3 separate regions of the Zea mays genome follow, and all the other regions are linked to region 3. A link is a contact called in public Hi-C data. All regions are on one chromosome and are shown on one strand. Each heading gives the region's core, a stretch centred on a gene start, on an enhancer-like site or on the middle of the called end of the contact. The rest is flanking DNA. Distances are from core to core; before and after follow the strand shown.

What was found. Hi-C and Micro-C count contacts between places; a contact is called where the count stands out from the background.
Region 1: a contact with region 3 is called in a Hi-C map of leaf, with 7 times the contacts expected there. The contact joins the promoter of LOC100273111 here to the promoter of LOC100282944 in region 3. A contact is called at or near these places in 2 of 25 Hi-C or Micro-C datasets (leaf and tassel).
Region 2: a Hi-C map of leaf shows a contact between it and region 3, with 5 times the contacts expected there. The contact joins the promoter of LOC103651046 here to the promoter of LOC100282944 in region 3. A contact is called at or near these places in 7 of 25 Hi-C or Micro-C datasets (ear, leaf and tassel).

What each region holds. Positions count from the first base shown.
Region 1 is chr3:187,684,226-187,688,238 of Zm-B73-REFERENCE-NAM-5.0, forward strand. It overlaps LOC100273111, which reads left to right and starts at 1,789. Exons shown (of 6, transcript NM_001147560.1): 1 at 1,789-1,999; 2 at 2,974-3,080; 3 at 3,148-3,522. The coding sequence starts at 3,003.
Region 2 is chr3:187,592,648-187,596,752 of Zm-B73-REFERENCE-NAM-5.0, forward strand. LOC103651046 (interactor of constitutive active ROPs 2, chloroplastic-like) reads left to right here and starts at 2,060. Exons shown (of 3, transcript NM_001322867.1): 1 at 2,060-2,676; 2 at 4,041-4,105. The coding sequence starts at 2,654.
Region 3 is chr3:187,280,736-187,284,745 of Zm-B73-REFERENCE-NAM-5.0, forward strand. LOC100282944 reads right to left here and starts at 1,953. Exons shown (of 8, transcript NM_001155849.2): 1 at 1,550-1,953; 2 at 1,345-1,429; 3 at 864-1,004; 4 at 672-760. The coding sequence starts at 1,726.

The DNA.
Region 1 (4,013 bases), core at 539-3,038, 400 kb after region 3:
ATTTTAAATGTGGCTTCAATTTTTTTTATTTTTTCGCAAAAAAATGAATATGACAAACCGATCAAACTCTTCAACATAGATAAATTTTGACGAGTTTTGTATTAACAGTTCGTAACTGCGATGAACAAGGACACATTTTTTTCGGTAGAAAGTCCAGTCGAGGGTGCCCGATAATTCCTGCGTTCAAATTAATACAAAATCGATTTGACTCAAATTTAACATTTTTTATCGCTCTGATCGATATTAGATAACGTGAGTTGTCTTAATTTAAGAATTCTCTGCTGCTTTGTTCAAGACGAAGGGAAGAAAAAAAATACTAAAACCTAGTCCTATATGAAATTCTCTACAACTATTATTTAGGACCCACACCCGCTTAAATATTTTGACTACGATTTTCCAAAACAGCCGAATCCACTGCCTTTAAGCCTATTAGGTCGACTAGAGTTGGAAGTTTAATTAAGCAAATTGTCGAACAAAAACCTTGCTTAAAATAACCTATCTAATAATCCTAACAACATATCCTATACTAGAGCACACACACCACACAGTTAAAAATGTGATAATGGTTTACAAACCTTGATCAAGCAAGTCTAACTCATTCTAAGATAATTTAGCATACATACACCACTCCCTAGTAGGATAGAATTCAAGAACATAAACTTCTAGTGTTTTCAAGCACATTCATAATCCACATCAAATGACAAACAACTCATGAATTAAATTCAAGTTACGAGTGATTAATAATATTTGTATAAACATGTTTAACACCATGTTACACTACCCGCCGTCCCCGTACAATGGCGAAAAAAATGCGTGACGGTAAAGGTGGCTGGGCGACTGCCCAATCTGGCCTTCGGCACGTGCGAGAGCACTGGCCACCGGGAACCGAGGGCAACAACGATGGCCGTGGCCACCACCAGTGGCCTCCACCGAGTTGGCAAGATCCGGCAGGCATCAGGACGAAGGACAACCGCGCGAGGCTGGCGCGCGTAGTTTTGAATAAAAAACACACACATACAAGAAAACGGATCTCATCGCAGGTCGCAGCCACTCTCGGTTGCACTGACACCAACGCTATTCTAATCATATACGTACTGATGTGGCCGTTCCATCGGCTTTGGCCTTTGCTCTCGGCTCCACTCGACTACTCTCTCTCAGTCAAGTCTCGCTCCTCCCCATGCATGGGCCTATCCACCTGTGGGAGTAAAAGAATGGCAGGCAGGTAGGCAGAGGCAGGCAAAAAAAAACTGCAAAAGACCAGCAGCGTTTCACAGGCTACTGCACCATCAACTGATAAAAGCTGTAAAAAACGGCCGAGCGAAGCCTTTCCAGGCCTTTTTCCACCGTTGGGGGCGTTTAATGACGGAGTCACCAAGGTGTAAATGCCCCCCATTTAACACGGGCATTTAACGGGATCAAGTTGGAACGGTAGGGGCGCTGCCGCTGGGTACTTCCGTACTACCCGCTATCGGTTGCCTAACACACGGTGCCGCAGCAATCGCCGCGAAGAAAGATCAGCGTCCGTCCATGACGTGTGGGCCACCAGCCGGTTGGCCAGCGGCGGGACCGCGGGGCTGCAGGCTGCTGCTGCCTACAGGCCACAGGCCATGAGCCAACGCCAACGTCTCCTACTCGTACTCTACCAGTCGTCGCAACGCAACCGGCTAACGTCTTCTGCCGCGACTGGTCTGCGGCCGCGTGGCGGGCCCCAGCTGTCATGCTCCCCTCGGCGGGGCCGCCCCGCTGCCAATATAAGAGGCGAACAGGGACAGCGCCTTTCGGCTGGCACCGGGAGCGTGCGTGACCGTCACGAGGAAGGAGATCGGGAGCGCAGCCGCAAGCCGGCAAGCGGAAGGGAACGGCTCGTCGCCGGCGGGGCCACGTACCCAGGCCGGGGTCACCGTCCGGGCGGCTGGGGTGGGCGAATCGATTCTGCGTGCGCGGCTGGGTCGAGGTCGAGATAGCCTTTGGACGGGGTGAGGAAAGCGAGAGATAAAAGGTTGGGCCGCTTGCTTGCCCTTCCACTTCTATCTATCCCCACCTCCTTCTCCCTTTCCGCCCCCGGTTTATTTTTTCTTCGTCCTGGATGCGTCGGTCGCGTGTTTGATCTGACTAAGCCGCGGAGGAGGGTGCTAGATGTCCGTGCGGTGGGCGGTGGCTCCCGAGGGCGACCGGAGTTAGGTCCTTGCCGCCTTCAGTGCGGTGGGGAAGGTGAGGGGCTCAGGGCTTTTCGGTGGGTGCTTGACTCGCTTCGACGTGAAAGCTTGCCTTTCTCGCGGTAAATTCGGATCTTTTGGGGTTTCGCGCGCCCTGCTGTTCGTGTTCGGTTCCTCTCGGTACGGTTGGCTTTGCCTGAGGTTTTGTTCTGGGGGTCCGGGTTTCTGGCTGGTTTTGCGCAGCGACTGTGGAAGAGGTGCCAGGCTCAGTCTTCCCGTTTGTGTCTCGGCCTTCCGGTGAGTCGTTCCCTGCTGAACGCTTACTTGATCGAGTGCCCAAGGATAGAAGTTGCCACACGAAGCTTGGTTTCTGTGCCAACGCCCCTTTCTTCTTCTGTGAAGAAATTGCCGTTTACGGCGAAGACTTGTGCGCTGGCTCAGTTTCACCTAGTTCGTGCTTATTTTTACTCGATCCACTCCAATCTTTGGTATGCTTGTAATCCTGCTAATTCGTGGTGAAGACGGGATTTTCTTTTCTTTTTTTCTGTACGACATTTGAGCAGTGGGAACTGGGGAGCTATTCTTGTTGTCGATTTGTGATAGAAGTCCGTAGAACCTCTCTTGTTTTTTAGAACTTTTACTCTTGGATGCATGAATTATGAGAGAGTACTGCTGACCTTTTTTTCGTGTTTAACATCATGTTTTAGTTGCTGATGCAAATACTAGATTCTGATGGTCAAATATTTGGGTACCGCCTTTTTTTAGTGGGGACATTCTGGCACACCTCTGATCTGTTCTTGTACTTGCAATCTTTCAGCGAGACATTGAAGGCGCAGAACCCAAAGAATGGGTAAGAGAGGAAAGTGGTTTAGTGCGGTGAAGAAAGTCTTCAGCTCCTCCGATCCAGATGGAAAGGAAGCCAAGGTACGTCGAAATTCCTTATTCACAACAAAAAAAAAAGTCCACTTGGTGACATGTGGCTACTATGAAGGCCCAGAAGGCAGACAAATCGAAATCCAAGAGGAGATGGCCATTTGGAAAGTCCAAGCACTCGGAGCCTTCCATATCGACGGTGCCAGGCACTGCTCCAGCAGTAGCTCCGTTGCCATCACCACCAGCAACTCAGCCCCACTCTCTGGAGATCAAAGATGTCAATCCAGTTGAAACAGACAGTGAGCAGAACAAGCATGCCTACTCCGTTGCGCTTGCGTCTGCTGTCGCTGCTGAAGCTGCAGCAGTTGCTGCCCAGGCTGCTGCGGAAGTTGTCCGCCTCACAGCAGTTACCACGGCTGCACCAAAGATGCCTGTTAGTTCGAGGGAAGAACTTGCCGCCACCAAGATTCAGACTGCCTTCAGGGGTTATCTGGTAATTCATCTGCACTTGTAGGTCATTTACTACTCACATCTGTTATCTTGTTGATGTCGTGCACTACAGCCCTATAGTAAGAAAATTCAGATCCTCTGACTGCTGTTTGTCACTGTCTTGAACTTGTTAGCACCTGAGACCATGCACGCAATGACGCAAGCTTCCTTTTGGTTAATATTTTGTAAGACATCTGATTTGGTTGGTAAAGCGTTGCTGTCTAATTCATCATTGTGTATCTCTATAATCTGTTCGTTTTAGAATACAGTCAAGATTGCACTTGCTTGTCGTTTTCAAACTTATATTTGTCTGATATTTCAAATATTGTGCCACTTAAAAGAGATGGTGATGCTAATGTTATATCTAAAAAACACTGAACATGATCTATTGAGAATACTTCCACTGATTGGATTCACTGACCTATATTTATATATATGCATATTTCTATGCGATATTAATTGCTTGCTAAATCTGCAAAAAACGAATTTTAATTT
Region 2 (4,105 bases), core at 810-3,309, 310 kb after region 3:
ACTTTAATAAGGGAAATGACTTTGGCTCTCTAGAATAAGCCTTTTTTATCAAACGATTTACGAAATAGCTTTAGTTCTACCAAAAAATTGTTTTTTTACGAAAAGCCATATTCTTGCCAAACGGACCCTAAGAGCAACTATAAAAGGATGTTAAAATTTTTACCCCAAAAACTGATTATTAAGAGTAGGCTAAAAGGTTTTAAGAGTGAATCATGATGGTTACTCCAACAGTTACTATAAATGTGACATATGACACAATCTGTACAGTCGTCGGGAGGCTATGGATGATCCGTTACGTTGAGGAATAAATTGGAGAAGGATGGAACACACCAAAATATGAGGGAGAGGAGGCTGTCGATGCGGGGACACCAATTTTTTGGAGAAGAATGAGGGAACTGTTGGAGTAAGAAAAACCACTATTCTTAACTAATATCTGTTTTAGGGTTAGTTTGCGCGTTCCTTTGGAGTTGTTTTAAGTTTTCTTAGCTGGTTTCGTGAGACCCACTGCTACCGTATTTACAAGCTATGGGAAAACAGATTCTTAGTTTTTTCTATAAAAAAAACTTTGTATCAGATCTTCATTTAGTTGCAAAAGCAGTCTTGGAGGCGGACAAGTTGTATACAAATACAAATATTCAGATCAGTAAACAGACCGGGTCCCAGGTTTCTTCGTATAGCGATTATTCACGATCGATGCAACCAAATCAATTTGCTCCAGTTTCGATCCACAGCTCCCCTTGTCGGAGCAGCAACAGACCAGTCATCTGAACGTCTTGCTAGACATTCCACGTGGCCGGAGGCGACGAGAGCGTCGTCGGAGCCTTTTGTGCAATTGCCGTTCCACTGACAGCGGAGGCATTGAAAAAAAAAAACATGCATCAACCTATTAGATTGCCTTTAATCCCTATCGACTTCTTACAGTGTTTTGTCTCTATAAATTGTAGTGCATAATGTGAAGCGAACAAGGCGACCTTTGGTCTCGATCATACGGTTGCCACGTGCTTCGTCTACGCTTTTCCCGTACTGAAAACAAAGCATCGCTGATCAAGTGGACAACACGGGGCGATCATCATTATCCGGGATCAGCGATCGACGTCCGAGCCCAACGGTAACATCAGCAGGCGTTGAATCTCCTGGCAAAAAGAAAAGGAAAAAAGAAAAAAAATGCCGAAAATCATCAGGTACGGATACGAATACCTCGTTTCATCTGGTTTTCTAGCAGGGCACGGGAGACCGAGCACACATAAAAGATTGTTCCTCATCTCGCAGCTCTGGTCGCCGCGGCAGCCTTGACTGGCCTGACTGCTTTCCTGCACTGCTTACAGCTTAAACTTGATTACAGAGGATGGCATCCCACTCCCACAACTCCGTCGGAGCATGAGATGAAGGGCCGGGCAAGCAACGGAGAGGAGGAGACGTTAAGGCATCTTGGTCGCGCAGCGAGTCGGAGTCCTGTATAGGTGAGCTGGTTTCTTCTTTCAACGACTTGCTATGTCATCTCATCACATCAGGGCGGGTTGCACACTATGCAAGCGTGACAGTATCTTACAGCTTACTCCTGCTGCTACTTATCTACCCAGGTAGTTAACACACAAAGGAGAAAGATTAGCCTTGGATCATCTCCAAGCCTTTGTCCTCGTGGCATCCACAGATCCAGTCATCCTAAGCCCAAGATAACATAGCAAAGCAAACACGTACGCGTGTCCCTTCTTATGGCTGCCGCTTCATTCTGCTATTAACAAAAAAAGGTCGCTCTGTATCCGGGCGTGGCTTTCATTCTGTTAAGGCCCCAACTACTTATGCACCACGCACGATTCCAGGCAGGCAGCGGGGGGTGCTGAGTGTGGGCGGCGCGCCGCTGCTGCTTTCGTGCGTGTGGGGGCGTTGAGTGAGTGCAAAGACTAAGCGAGAGCGAGAGCGAACAAAAGGGGGGAGCCGTGGAGTGGTGGGTTCTTGCTTTGCTTTGCTTGCTTGCTTCAGGCCTACCTTTCGGCGGCCTTAAGCTTGGTGGTTGTAGTGGCGCGCGTATAATGCGTTATTATCCTCCACCAGAGAGAGCCGACGATGTCCATCCATGTAGGCATGTAGCTGCAGCCTGCAGGCCCCGGCCTCTCTACACACACCCGTAGCGGAGATCATGAGCAGCGCGCGCCAAGCCATCACCCCGTGGCCAAGCTTAAAGAAACCTCACCATGTCATGTGTCCCTCCCGGTTTAAGGATGCCGTCAATTGTTTAGAAACCACACGGCTGTCCCTGTCGCTGGCTAAGTGGTTGGAGTGCTGACTAGTTAGTGCCAGATTAGACGGGCAAGCCATCAGCAGCCAATGCCTCCGTGCTGTTGTTGTTGTTGTTGCTGCATGTTGTTGTCCATTATTTAGCTGCTTTGCGCGCGTGCAGACAGCGCGCTACCTATAGGCCATAGGCTATAGCAAGCTCCGCCGTCGCCATTGCTACACACCAATCTTTCCTGCCGCGGTGCCGCCTCTCGTCCATGGCAAAGGGAGCGGGAGCTAGCTGACGGCCGCGCGCTTTCGTCTTTTGTCCTTCAATTTCGCAGCATTCCGCGCGCTTGGTCTCTCGGAGGCGTGGCGGTAGCCTGTGCCGGTGTGCCTCGGAGCTCCGGCCTCCGGGAATAAACATAGGGGTATCGCCATGCAGGCGGCGGCCAAGACGAGGTTTGTTCAGTTTCATCCCCTTCGTTCCACGCTAAATTCCATGTGCCGTCTGATGATGATTGATGCGTATGCGTTTTTTTCCATCCTTCTCTTGTTTATTTCTCTCTGCGTCAATCCTGCCGATTGTTCATTAGATTCTCCTCTCCAAGTCAATGTCCGTGCTTCTCTCTCTCTCTCTCTCCTCTTCGGGCCTTCTCTCTTCAGTTTGGCCATTTTGGACCTCGCACGAGCTAATCTCCTACTCTATGACTGTACACGCCTCACCAAAGTGCAGGGAGAACTGTTCATCCATGCATGTTCTCAGCTCAGGGGTGGCACAATAAACAGAGGCTGACACAGCAATTCACAGGTTCACAGCTGCGGCGCCGATTTTACGTGCACGCAGCAAGCTTTGGGATGGAGTTATGCGATTGGGCGGCTCTTAACTATGCTTTCCTCCTCACCACCATCTGTCTGCTCTGTGCCTCTGTCCCCCCTTTCCCATTTATTTTTTTACCTTTTTCATGGAGCCGAGGAGGAGGAAGCGGCCAAGTTTTCAAATCACGGCCGCATGTGACCGTGACTGTTCGCGGATAGCTCCATGCGCAAGGGGTGTCTGTCCCGTTCTTGAGCTCGGAGCCAAGGACGACAGGCAGGTCCACTTGCTGCCTAACCCGCATCTGTAAAGCAAAGCGCGCCCCGCGCCTCCGCCCCATCTCGCACTCTGCCCGGCCTTTTGATTCCCGCCCGTGCTTGCCTGCGGTGGTGGAGGAGGAGAATAGTATTATGCTAAGCTAATGCCGCGGCCCCTTTCGTCGGCTCCAGTCCCGGCTCGGCGTTGCTCCTCCCCTCCATTCCCTGTCGGCCTCTTGCGCTTTCCGGCCTCGGATTCTTTGTCGTGTGCGCCCCCTCCGTTGCATCTCGCTGCTTCTCCTTCTTCTTCGCTTTGCATCTGAGTTGAGCTGGAGCATCGATCCCGTCCGCCTCGTCCTCCCCGACGCGGCTTCGGCTGGACTCCACCGCGCTCTTTAGTTCGGTTTCCCCGTCAGAGCTTCCAACCTGTTCTACTCGGTTTAGATTTTGGAGCTAGAGTTTCCAAAGCAAAAGCTTTCCTTTTTTTTCCCTCCCTCCCCTTTGCATTTGGCATGAGGGGAAACGCTGCGGTTTCGCCCCTTTTCTGAGCATGCTGTCCTTGAACAAAATGCATTTTCTCAAGCTATATTCCAGCAGCAACAGCTCCAGGTAACATGCTGCTCGCTGCTGTGGGGGGGGGGGGGGGGGGGGGGGGGGGGTGAGATTGCCCTTGGCTGCCATTTGTGATTTTTTTTTGAGGTCCTCGGACTCATACCTGATGATGCTGTGGTTTATCTTCTTTTGGCGTGAAGGAATGGCTCCTTGGAACACCCCACCCGGACGTCCTCCCTGGGCGGTAACAAGGCCGGCCGGACGG
Region 3 (4,010 bases), core at 703-3,202:
TGCCAGCTTCATAAAGTGTTTTATTTGGCGATATTCCTGTGCACACGCAGGCAGACATGCAGCCATATGTCCATATGCCGCTGCCTATGTTACTGCATGCAAGGAATGATGTGTCATAGTAAAAACTAGCAGCATGCATGCTTAAGACTAAACAAAGGGTAACTTTATCGCTTTGGGCACCTCCTTGGTATCTGAGTCAGAAACATATTCACCCTCTAAGCCAAAAGGAAAAATAAACGATTATAAAATCTACACCAGAGTCATGAACTCATGATACAAAATGGAATGATAGTTCAGATGCCAATACATCAAAATATGATAGCATGGTAAATCTTTATAAAACTTGAATTTATGAAATATATATACAGTGCCAGTACATTGGCATTCAGTTCGTATGTCACAGGCATGAAGTTCTTCTACAAAGCATTAGTTTGTTAGTCTAACCCACTAGTAGATTTTATAGCTCATGTGTTCAGTTGCTTAATTATGATTTAAACTCCAGAATGTTTCGACAGTTATAGACAAGATGGCCACCACAATTCTAACTAGTTTGAAAACTTGATAAATATGGACATATTAACATAACATGTAAAGTGACATAGAAGATGACATGGCAAGTGACAGGCAAGGAGTAGATATTGACTGCAAAATAGGCTCAGTGTAGTGCATACAATATCGGTAGGTTTGTTTTGCTGATACTCCATCTTTTTGGATTCAACAACCTTCTCAAGAGTTTCCTGATCCCAGTCCTCCATGGTTTCTGGACATATCAAATAATGTGTGAATTCAAACAAACCAATTCTAAGAACTTGCACAGAAGGTGATAGTGATATCCAAATCCAATAATCATGTTTATTTATTACCTGCATCACGCTTGTCTGTATAGATATCAATCTTTTCACCCTTCCTCTGGACATTCAGGTCATGAGAGAATTTGCACTTAAAACCCTTCTGGCACTGGCCAGCCTTGAAGAACTCACACAATATTGACTTGGGATCAACACCTGCATAGCGTAATCTGAGGCATCAGCATCTATCAGATTGTAAAGAGGAATAGCAGCCGTAATACCTTAAATTCCCATGTTGCACTCATCCTAATAACTTGCTATATCTAAGAGCTCAAAAGTGTTCAGATTTCACAATGTACAACTTACACTAAATAATCAATCATTGACAATCGATGACAGTAATATTAAGCACACCACTTCGTGAGTAAAAATGACATCAGAAGGAACTGTATAGCACTCTTCCATCCACATATAAAACCGAAACGAACTATGCAGCATATATTTATTGACAATATGACAATTCAAGACTACTAAACTCAAGGAGATGAAGCCGTACCAACAGGGACCTTGGGCTGGCTGACGGCAACCTTGAACAGATCATTAAGCTCCTTCTCGCGCGCCTTCTCCTCCTCCTTCTTCTTCTGCTCACCCACGTCCGCATCCACATCAAAAAGAAAATAAACGTTAGAAGAGCGAGGCAATCGGAGCGAGAAGCGAAGGAAGCAACGGGGAGGGCTTTCGATCTGAGCGCTCTCCGGTACCTTGGCGGCGGTCTTGGTCGAGTCAGGCTTGGGCTGGACGGCCTGGTGCAGGGACTGGACGTACTTTTGGACGTTCTTGCTCTTATTCTTGTTCTTCAGCCCGAAGGTCTTGTCCTCCACGACCTTCTGCTTCTTGGCCAGCTCCGCCTTCGATGGCGCCGCTTTCTTTGGCGGCATCCTACCCCCTTAGTCCAATTCCCGTCCTCACGAAGGTTGGTCCGGGTCCGGGACTAAGCGGCGGGAGGATGAGGAAGCGGCGGCGAGGCAGGAGGGTTTCGTGGGTTTGGGTCTGGCTCCTGCGGTCCTGCCTGAGCTGGGGGAGGGAAAGACGGAGGCGAGGAGGAAGGTTCTAGAGATGGTGGTGGCCTGGTATGTGGTCTCGTGGCGATTTGGGGAAATGGGATTGGATCCTGGGCTGGCAAAGTAAGGGCTTCAACTGGGACACTGGGCCTTTGCTCTTTCGGCATGGTGGAGATCAGAACGTTGAGTTTTTGTTTTTAATAAGTCCCAACATAAAAAATCAGATGCTCAAATAGCTCAGAATCTCACAAAAAACTGAGTTTATATAACAAGATGAAAAATCTAAATTTATAGTTTTTTAGTTTCCTAAGTTTAGGAAGCTAACAATATTATCAAAACTATCATTGATTTTTTAAAATTAAAAACCTAACAACATCTTTTTAGAAAAACTCTAAAGTTACAACTCAAACAAACAGATCCTAAAGGCCTCTGCCTAGGTGTCTTGGATTTTAACAAATTTAGGATAAAGATATTAAATTAATAAATATATAACATTGCCTACTTAGGATGGAGAGTGAGTTTATAAATTAGATTTTATAGAACATTAAAAGAATCATGACAAGGTTCAAGAGAGGGTGAATAAGCATGTGCAGAATTAAACTCAAATACAGCAGTTAGTAGGGGCCTGATTGGTTGCCCGCATATAGGCCAACCAGGCTCACGGTATGCGGCCGTAGTGTGTTTGGTTGTAGGTTGCATCCACGTAACCAGGCGCGTGCTACTTTGCCGCTTGTTTGGTTTGCCGCATATGCATCAGCGCCTGTGTCTCGCGATGCAAAAAAGGAGCTCGGGCCAGGCTCTGGAGATGCGACCAAAATCTGCGCATCTGTGGAGCCAGGCTCACGCGATGCACAGCCAGGCTGCCGCAGACCTGGCTCGCTCGGCCATGCTGCCTAGATACGGCAACCAATCAGGCCCTAGGTTGCGGAGGTTCATGCAAATCTAGAAAAGTTCCACGTAGAAACCTGAAGGCGCCTATGATGAAGAGAACATAGTTGAGAATAAATCAAGTTAAATACCCAACCTTCTTATGGTACTAAATTGGTAGTAATTTTGTGTTTAATTTAATCTATAATTAACGTAGCAAATTTGTGATAACATATGTGTATGTATGAAATACTACTACTCGTAATACTAGCTTATGCATACATGCAACTAGCCATAACCGAACGCTGTTGTCGGTACCCTGAAACTATCGTATCCCTTACTACGGTATAAAGACGCAGTACCAACGCGGCTATTTTTAGTCGCGTGGTAAAAGAGTTGTATGTGGGACCAGGCCATGACTCGTCCCAGCCTCGAGCGACTACTCTGGGCCAGCAACAGCACCTAACCCCACCACATGGGCGGGTCCGCAAGTCATACAGTTCAACGGACACCTAGGACCCAGGCAGCCTAGTCTGTGACATGGGGGCTCGGGTCCACAAGTCATACAGTTTGTGTGTCGGATTTCGGGTGAGGAAAGAGCGAATCGCCGCACGCGATAGCGTGCCTCCTTGGGGCCGCTGCAGAAGACAAAAGGTAATCTTTAAAACCAATGCAGCGGCAACGAGGCGCCCCGCGCGTGGCCCGACGAAACCACCAGGCGTGGGGCCGTGGGTCAGTCAGCCACGGAGACAGATATGGCAGTTGACGTGACCGAAGGTGGATTGAAAGTGGGCGCGTCAGCAGACGTGCTAAAACAGCGCGTCAATCACCAATCAGGTCATGTTGAGGCAAGGTGCAAGCTTTGGCCCCACCTGCAGGCTCGCATCCTCCCCTGAGGCGGGCCCGGGGGCCATTGTCGATACCCTGAAACTAGGGTACCTCTTACTACTGTATAAAGACGCAGTACCCACACGGCTATTTTTAGTCGCGTGGTAAAAGAGCTGTATGTGGGACCAGGCCATAACTCGCCCCAGCCTCCGAATTTTTTGTTTTTTAGCCCCTTTTGTGACAAAAATTTATGTTTAGACCCCTAGAAATTTTATATGCAAGTTTGGACCCTTTGCTCGGCGCCATAGGCTATGGCGCCGAGGTAACATAGCTCGGCGCCATAGGCTATGGCGCCGAGGTAACATAGCTCGGCGCCATAGCCTGTGGCGCCGAGCGCTGACGTGGCGACGACAGTTTGGCTAGACGTGGAGGCTGACGTGTCCCTAGCTCGACGCCATAGATCTTG